Linked DNA regions of Hordeum vulgare: region 1 is linked to region 2. The links are chromatin contacts, called in public Hi-C maps. All regions are on one chromosome and are shown on one strand. The core of a region is the stretch at or near the end of the contact, and the rest is flanking DNA. Distances in the headings are between cores, read along the strand shown.

What was found. A called contact is a pair of places that touch in the nucleus more often than the background predicts.
Region 1: a Hi-C map of leaf shows a contact between it and region 2, with 5 times the contacts expected there. The contact joins two enhancer-like sites. A contact is called at or near these places in 2 of 6 Hi-C or Micro-C datasets (leaf and seedling).

Annotation. Positions count from the first base shown.
Region 1 is chr3H:543,684,462-543,688,848 of MorexV3_pseudomolecules_assembly, forward strand. No RefSeq gene overlaps it. Among protein-coding and RNA genes, the nearest start is that of LOC123440514, 25 kb to the right of the region's middle. Within about 2 kb of position 2,595, at least 3 of the 3 cell types and tissues checked have open chromatin away from gene starts, as enhancers often do. A contact at or near this core is called in leaf, where this site is marked.
Region 2 is chr3H:543,641,299-543,646,209 of MorexV3_pseudomolecules_assembly, forward strand. No RefSeq gene overlaps it. Among protein-coding and RNA genes, the nearest start is that of LOC123440514, 68 kb to the right of the region's middle. Within about 2 kb of position 2,798, at least 2 of the 3 cell types and tissues checked have open chromatin away from gene starts, as enhancers often do. A contact at or near this core is called in leaf, where this site is marked.

The DNA.
Region 1 (4,387 bases), core at 1,345-3,844, 43 kb after region 2:
CGTATGGCATTTCGAAAGAAAAAGAAAAACCCATTCGAGTTAGCCGCCATAATCCTTCGGAGTAATGAATCCGTACCTCGCAAGACGAAGACACGTGTGGACGAGCCTCGGACAAGTGGGGCAAATGGCCGAACAGCTCGACAAAGTGAGCGTCGATGGACCCCGCAGCTGTGGGGTTGTCAGTGGATGCCGCGGTGAGGGCGCTAGGGCGATGGCGCAAAGGCGAGAAGTGGGATCCGACTGCAATGGCAAAAGGCCGGGGTGTTGGTTGGGGGAGAATGGTCAGTTGCCACACACATGCGGGCTAGGGAGGATGCCCAGATGTCCGTTGCGTGTCCGCGAGGATTCAAACCCAGCCCAAATTTGAACAAAATTTTTGGTTCAAGCGGGCAGCAAAACGGACGTCTGTTAGTTTGCGTCGGCACATTGGGTCGTAGTTTTTGTCCACGCGGACTAAAACACACGTGAGCGAGCGAAATGGATCTCGGCGTTGAAGTTAGCCTAAGAGCATCTATAGCCGGACCTTGCAAATTCGACCCGTCAAACGCCCGCGGACACTGACCTCGCGCGCCTCGTTTGTTGTCTTCCACATCCGCGTCCCTCATATCCGAACCCTTAAAACCATACAATCTATGCAACACTACGTAAAAATAGATCAACATAGAGCTCATCGGATTGACCGAACAAAACGAGCATAGTTCATCGGAGTTCATCGGCAAATCCTAACTACGAACTAGCTAAACATAGGTAAAATATAAATGAAGACGGGGCAATCACCACTTCCTCACCGGCCCTTTGCCCTTCCGGTTGTCGATGCAACTGTAGGAGTCGGCTCTGGTGAGGAATCGAACGAGTCGTCGGACGGGGAGCTTTGGTCATCATCATCGTCGTCGGAGAGGCTGACGAGCTCTCGCTTGAGCTTGGCGAGCTGAGCCGCCTCCATCGCTACCTCCGCCGCCTCGCGCTCGGACTGCTCAATGACAATCTGCAGCGCCTTCGCGTTCTTCTGTCGAAGCTGTCGCATGTCCGTCTCTGCGGTCGTAAGCGATCGACGGTAGACCCATTCGAGGAGCCGCGCGTCCTCGTCGAGCTCTGCATCCATCCCGCGGCGTCGGCGCACGGATTGCTCTGCCTGTGACCTCTCCCTTTACTGTTGCCACTCGCGGCGGGCGGGACATGCCTCGATTCTAGCGTGCGTGTCCGGGCCGGCACGACGGGCACAAGCACCCACCAATGCGCACGTGAGGGAGTAGCAGCCGTCGGGGCTAGGGCACGACGCAGGGGAGGAGAGAATTGCATAGGCCGCCTGCCGAAGCTACGCACAGACGGGGAGGGGCCAGCGCCGTCGTCCGAGCTACGCCGGAGGGGAAGCGGCGAGGCTGCCAAGCCGGAGTTGCCCCCGGTCTCCACCTTGGACCGCTCCAAAGTGACGCGGAGGGCAAGCTCATACTCTGGATCGAGGTCATCGTCGGAGCTCGACGTTTTGTCGGATTCGATCGGATTGAGTGCGGGAAGAGAAGAGGACGGACCGCGAAAGGAGAGTGAGTGAGCTAGGATTTCAGAGCGATGAGCCACATGCGGCTTTTTGTGGGACATCCGTGGGGTCGTGGGTGGACCGGGCCTGTCTGGTAGGCGTGCTCGGGCTATCTCATATCTACCTCATGTTTGGAGTGGATATGAAGGATGCTGGTGAGCCCGGACTTTTGAATCTCGTTTAAAGCGTCCGTTTGAATCACTTTTTAATGAGTGAACACTGACCGGGCTGGTTGCCCGATCATGGTTGTAGATGCTTTAAAGGTTCATTCTCCCTAGAAGCCACTTGATGTGTCAAGTTTTCATGTTAGAGCTAGTTCCATTCTCCGGTGTGAAAGTGTGTGGACATGGCAAAAAACGGAAGGGCATGGGAGAGGAGCATACGTGGCATGGTCGTCCGAGTCCATGCCGTTTCCTAAGTTGTTCAATTGCTCATGATGCAATGGTTAATGGTCTTGTACACTGATCAAGATAAGACGGCTAATTTAACAGCTAGCTACAGAACAAAGTTGAGCATGTTCTCGGCCAAAATAATTACTAATAGGAGTAATAGGCTAGATTACCCTACGGGCACTATTAAACTCCCATCACCTTGGCCTCTAACTACAATCGATCCATCATCCACGTCCCTGTCTGCCCTCTCAAGAGCGACCGGCAACCACACCGCGAATCTTTTGACAAACCACCCACAAATCACCGCCTAGTCCTTCATTTATTCAATCCAAGGTTTTGAACGCTATCTCAGACGCTTCTGCGGGCCGCGACGACCAACCCGACTGCCATGTGTGCGCGCTCTGTCGGGGCGGGCATAATTACCCAAGACTTGCAGTGCAGGTGATGGGAAACCTGTACCGCCAGCAGTGCGACGGAAGCAAGCGGCGAGAGATCGGTTCGGTCTCGAGTGCTTGGACTCCAGGGCTCGAGCGCCCGTTTTGTTCTACGTGCTCAATGATGGTGCCTCCAGCGCACTGCTCCAACGGGCAAAGCACCAAAGCTCCCCTTGGCGTGCAGCCTGACGGGAGGGGAGCCCCGAGCGTGCACATGCGCCGATCGGCCGTCGCGGTCGGACGCGCGGCCCGTGCGTGCGCGCGCACGGGATGGGATCGGGGATCGGGGGTCCATCCCTCCGTTGGACCGTGACGGAGCATCGCGCGTGTGGACGAACATTCGTGTGGTGGGCGCCGTCCCTCCCTCGTGCCCATCATCGTCCCGCGCGCTGCTGCGGCGCCCATCTCTCGCTGTTCCGCGACGGCTTCCCGGAACGAACGAGCGCCCGCGTCGGGCCCAAGCAAGCGCTGGACGCATGGGCGACGCGACCCAGGGCGCTGTCTCGCCAGGCAGCGAGCAGAGTAGGACGGCGGCGCCGGTGCAGTGCGACCCGGGCATGGGGAACCCCTGAGCTGAGGCCCGGTGTTGGCTCGTGAAAGCAAGGCGCACGAGCAGCAGCAGCAGCAGAGGCAGCGATCGATGGATCTGGGCAATCATGGCGCTCATTATTAACGGGGTTTTGGACGGGCGCCGGTGGATTCTGCCGCTGAACCATCCCCATCACACGCACCCACAACATCGCAGCAAGCTCTTCTCCTCCCATCTCTGAAGGCCGTCTGATGATGCATGCATGCCGATGCGCATGCGGCTCTCCAAGGAACAGGCTGGCCTGCCTGCCTGCCTGTGACGGAGTAAACAAATGCAGCGCTTTGACCTTTGGGGTTTCACCGGGGTTTCGGACGCAAAAGAGGGTAGAACGGGGGTCCCATTGATCCATTTTCTAGGGTTTTGGATTTGGAAAGAAACATGGAAAAAGGCCGGGCGGGGCTAGAAAGCACGCCTTTGTCCTTTTGGAAAAGCGCCGAGGGCGCACTGCGTACAACCTCTTGCTTTCTCCAGCTGTGGAGTTGGGAGTGGGGTTCAAGATTCAGGTGGTGGTGGAAGAGGCATGCAAGGTGTGGTAGGAGGTACCTAGGAATATGATCAGGATAACAGTGGCCGTCATTTCCAATTGAAGGCGTCGTGCCATGTCGATCGATCCGTCCCGACTACTGTACTGCTCCTTTGCCGTGGAGGGGGCATCGAGAGCGAGTGAATCTGAGCTGTGATCATGGTGGCGATGATGGCCTCGGCCAATCCAGCCCGGTGGTGGGTCTCGTTGCCATCGTTGGGACTTGCGACAGACACTGCGTCCTGACGTCGACGCCCAGCCCGGCATCTATTCCCGTCCATCCACACCCAACCTAACCTAAGCCGGCGGCATAGCAGGTGCCTACTTCTAATTGATCCCCTGCCTTTCATTCCCCTTTATCTTCACTTTTACCTACTGCCGATGTTTCCTACAAGTGCTGCGCCCTTCGGCTAAACGTCAAGGATACATCCGGCTTTCTAGATGACTGCCTAGACCCTACAGTAATGCTGTCTCGTCAATGCAGTATATGCCATATTGCCTTTCTTGCGAGGATGTTGCTACCTTTCACTAAGTCTGGTTTGATGTAATGTTATACCACGATTTCTATTCCGACCACCCATAAATGAAATATTCCCGTATTTGTGCCCTCTGGTATAGCAAACTTAGAGCATCTCCAACAGACGCCTAAAAAGTGTTCCGCGCGTTAAAAGATTTATTTTTTGAGCGCCGGATAGCTTCAACAAAAGCTGCAAAACAGTGCGCGCTAAAAACTTTTGGACGCGCGCTGAAAAGCATTATCGCACGTAGCATATTTGGTGCGCCGCCTTGTGCGCGTAGCAGACTCTGTGCTGCTGCCGGTGGGGTCCCTGGATTGGGCTCACCACTAGGGCGTGTTTGTTGGAGATCCTCCGCTCCCCGCGCTTTAAAAATGCTACAGTAACGCGGTAAAAAAAT
Region 2 (4,911 bases), core at 1,548-4,047:
AATACTTATACTTTAAAATCATCTTTCTCTCTTTTTTGCCTCGACATGCATTTTAACTGGCCGGCCTCGTGGTTTTTCTTGATTTCTTAGAATGCGCGGCATGCAGCAGGCTGCGCCCATGGAATGCATGGGTTAGATTTGCCCGTAACCCTGTGTTCTTTTCTCCCGGGAGAAGGAATCGGCACTTTGCTTGGTCTGCAACCTTGTTTAAACAAGGGAGGCTCGTACCGACGCCCTGCGCTGCGACTCGGTGGGCGTGACGGGCGTGCCAAGGAAGGCCAAGTAGGTCCAGGCTGGGGAAGGAAGGAAGGAAGGAGGCGGCGCCCATGGGTACAGCCGACCTGGTCAAGCTTTTGGGTTTGCGATTGCGAGGCGAAGCAGACCAAACCGCGACCGGGCTTCTCGCTGTACGTGCGTTTGCGAGCCGCGCAATCTTCTCGGAGATAGCCGCGCGCGCGCGCGCGCTCCCGAAGCCACGGCACGTGCTCGCGGAGGGGGCGGCGACCGCGCTCGCCCTTCTCTCGAAGAGCGCGCGGAGGTCGTCGCCTCCGCGGTCCATCGGCATGGCCGCGCGTCCATATGGGCGGCATGGCATGGGCCGTTGGCACGCATGCATGCGCTGGTGCATGCATCCGGCACCCGGCCGAACCAGCACGTCCTGCGCGCGCACGGCGCGCTGTGCGGTGTGGACAGAGGAGCGCGCCATGCATGCATGGCCCGCGCACAGTGGACGCGATCTCTGAGTTTTTTCTTGTTCGGTTGCGTGTCGAGCGGGCCGCGCATCGGTGGACTTTTGGGACGTGCTGCTTCTCGTGTGTGTACAGTCTACGGCCGGACATCTACCCAAGCATATACCCTACTCTACCCAGTAGGTCTGATAGTATATCGCAGGAAATTTACACGCGCCAAAAGTCAAGCGTCCAAATTAACTAGTAGACTAGACTCTGTTGCACGGCCGGGCTACATGGAATGACTTTCGGATGAGCGCCTACGGTAGGACTAGTTTTTACCTGCATCCTGCAAGCCTGGATGCAGCTGCCCAGCTGCCCTTGTTTTCCTCTGTACTAGGTCTAGCAGCTACACAAAAGCCCACGGGCTCGGTAGGATGGTACTACTACCTCCAGGAGCTACTCCTAGTAGGCCAGTAGGCAGCCAACGAATCAGAAGAGAATGTGTTTTCAGGACTTGACTTTATTCAGAGGTTTTCAGGACATGACCTGCCATAAAAAAAGCCAAAAAAAAAGGAGTACAACCCTCCATTTAGTGCCTTTTCTACGGGGCGACGACCGTGCACCAACCTTAATTTGGAGATCCATCGACTGAGCGTCACGTTCCTACCACCACGTCGGATCAGATCAAATGTTTCCAGGTGCCTCTCGCTCTCAGTCTCAGAACCAGTGGCTCGGACACGCACGCGGAAGCATGACATTACGGGCCAACGGTGACTTGTGAAGACGCAGCAAGATGAAAATCATGACGAGTTGAACCACGCAATGATTCTGTGTACTCCAGAGAGGCAACCATTTTACATGGACCAGCGCCCGCAACCATCCAACCGAAGATCACTTTGCTCCCGGGGGACACAGTGCAGCTTATTTCCCCGCGACAAGATTCGCATGATTCTCCTCCCAGTTCCACCACGCACTCTCCAAAAGGCTTCTCGAGCTGCCGCCTAGATTTCCTCCCTCCCCACCTCGCCAAAAGCTTGCTCGCCGGTGCACATCGCCGCTGCCTGCCTGCCGGTACTACCACACACACAGCACACACAAATGCACTAGCAGCGAGATAGTGTGGGTGTGGGTCAGTGGGTGGGGAGGTGAGGTGAGAAGACACCACCAGATTGACCGCAAACGATGGCCATGCGTGCGTGAAGCTACCTATCTGCACTACACTACACCACACCACGCCACAACACGCTTGCCGCATGCAGCATGCAAGTTGCATGCATGCAGCGGCAGCGCCAACGCCGACGGCCATAGAAACAAAACAAACACTACTACACGCACAGCACAGCACGGCACGGCACACCATCCGCTCCAGCTCCACTACGATAGCCTGTCTCCCTCCTGTCTGCCCCTGGGGGATCCCGATGCCGCCATGGCTCGGGCGACGGACCATCATTGCTTGCACTCACTGGACAAGAACATGTCACCTCCACTGGCCTGGCTGGCCACTGCCTCACTCTACCTACATCCAGCAGGGTCTAGTATCCATCTGGGATCGTCTTTGGTCCGTAGTGCCCGGTAGGGTATAAGCTACCAAAGCGGCCGAGCGCGCGGTGAGACGGGCCGATGCGTGCGCAGCTCACGAACACACCGGCCGGCCCCGGTGGCTCCACCGGCTCGGGGGTTGGGTGGATAAGCAGCCAATCAGGCTGAGCGTGTACGTGTTTTAGGGCGCACCGGCGCACCCAAACGGGAGGCGATGGGCCGGTCCACGACGTTGCGCCGGCGATCGAGGATATATACGGTGGTGGTGTGGCCGTCATGCCGGCGTCATAGTGCTGGTGTGTGGTGCGTGCCGGCTCGTCTTTCTTCCGATCTGTTGGACGTCCGAGATTGGCACACGTGCATTACATGCACCCATCACTACTCCCTCTGTTATTAAATATCAGTCTTTTTAAAAAATTTAACAGAGAACTACGTACGAAACAAAATAAGTATACATATATTCTAAAATATAAATATTATTTTTTATCATGCACTCATCACTACTCCGTAGTTCAGTACATACGTACTTCAGGAGAGGAGACCGACCCATGGTAACGCGAAAAGGCGTTTGTTTTCCGTGAGGAATATATTTGCGGAAAAGGACGAGGAAAACGAGAGGAAAATGCCTGGCAAATATACACCGAATATGTACCGCCATCCACGAGAGGAACTCAAAATATTCCGATGCAAATCCGACGGATGAAAATCCCGCTTTTGATGTGGAACTTCACCATCCGGGCAAAAAGCTCTACTATTTCCGTACGAGAAATATGGAAAGGCGTATTGGTGTGTGTTTGCCTGCTGCCACGCCAGGATAAGATACAGTGGCTGTCACATAATTCCTTGAAGCCAGACACAAGCATCCTCCAAGCCCAAGGTATCTGATGCCCCCCGGGTGATGGTGAAAACGTTTATGCCCACTGAAGCAGGAAAGCGCGGGCGTAGTGCATATGTGCCAGACTCGCGTCGTCATTCCTCTGCACGCATGCCATGCATACAATACAAGCAGGCGGCAACAGGATTTGATTGAGGGGATGTGAGAGCATGGAAACCAACCCCCGGGAAGCAAGAGCTAATGGCTCTCAAAGTGACGGTTACTGGAGCCCGGTGTACATGTGGATGATCAGGCTTTGGGACTTGGATTTTGTTTGACGGCAACCGAAAACTTGACATTTAACAGCCGCTGTCAGTTCAGTCTCTGGCTAGTGGAGGATGTCTTGAGGCTGCTTTTGGTGCCAGAATCAAATGGCCCCGTTTTGCACTTTCATCGCGTTTTTTCTTACCTGTTTTCTTTTTTTTCCTTGGATTATTTGGTCGACCTATCTCAATCGCAATCTTGTGTGCGAAATTATTTCTTGGTAGCGAAATTATTGTTAGTCGTCCAGTCCGGACATGTCATCATGTCGAGTAAAGGATGCAGTAAATTGATTCACAAGCATGAAACGTATTGTTTGTTTTTTCGTTTGATCCTTTACACACAAGCAATCACCTTCAGTGTTCTTCTACCAAGAAGAGGCAAGCAGGCCGAAAAGTGCTAGCAGAGGCCGGGCTCTACAGAGCTCTTTATTTTATTTTTCAGCAAAAAAAAACTTTTTCCACATCTCAAAAAAATATCTGAAAAAGGTATACATGTATAAAATTTAATGAACATATATATTCACATGTGATGTACACCAAAAAGACAAATACACATACTAAAGTGGGCTTTTTCTTATTTGTATTTGGGCCAGATATTTATCATTTTTTTGTAACATGTAAATAATCAAAATAGTTGATTAAAAATTTATACAAACTTGAAGAATATGCTTATGTGGTATTTGTAGAAAAAAGATTGACATTTTTTGAACTTCAAAAGAATATTTTTTATTTAAAGCAAGCTTCATGGAGCTCAATCTTTGCAACCCTTTCCTCCAAACAAGCTGGCTACTCAAGGCATAGCCGTACAACGACCCAATCGAATGCGGATTTTGTTTGCTTTTGTCCGTTTGAGTTGTCAGTTTAGTCAGCGTCCATCCATGTTCGTGAGTTTTTTCGAGTATTTCCAACTAGCCGACCCATTTGATTCGCCCCGTCCATTTTTTATTTGAATTACCATTCAGAACCAAACAACCTAATCGAATTACACATTCCTAGACATAATAAAGCCACATGGTTTACAACCAATACATTGGAAGGAAAAGGGTAGCCACAACAAATTGGTTTTCTATGTGAGTCAACATATGCCCAACTATGTGGTCGGATCCTCTTCCTCGAACAGCCGGTCGCCGGATCCCACGTACAGGTTCGTCGAAGCGGCGCAAGTGCACCGCCTCTAAAGGTATTCGCGTGTGCAGGAGGAACACTGTGCGGCGGACTACTAGGTCCGGATCACACAGTCGGCGGCGGGTGGAGGTGGCTAGTTGCAACACATGCAAAGCCCTAATGATGGCGCCCAAGCGATCAACTGAATAAGTGTGTCGCACCTCCACTATATATAGGCACCCGGTGCGGGCTCAGCTCTTGGGCTTCGCATGGATCCTAAAGCCCACGTGTTCCTTCCCTAAGCGTGTGACCCCTTAGGTTTTCGTTCATTTGGTCGCGGGTCAAATCACATCCGACTCGGCTAGTCGGTGGCGGCCTCTAGCAAAGCTGCCGACTCCAAGTGTCCCATGAAGCTGGTTAAGCGAACTTGTACTTCATACTTCTATTTCCTTTGCCACAC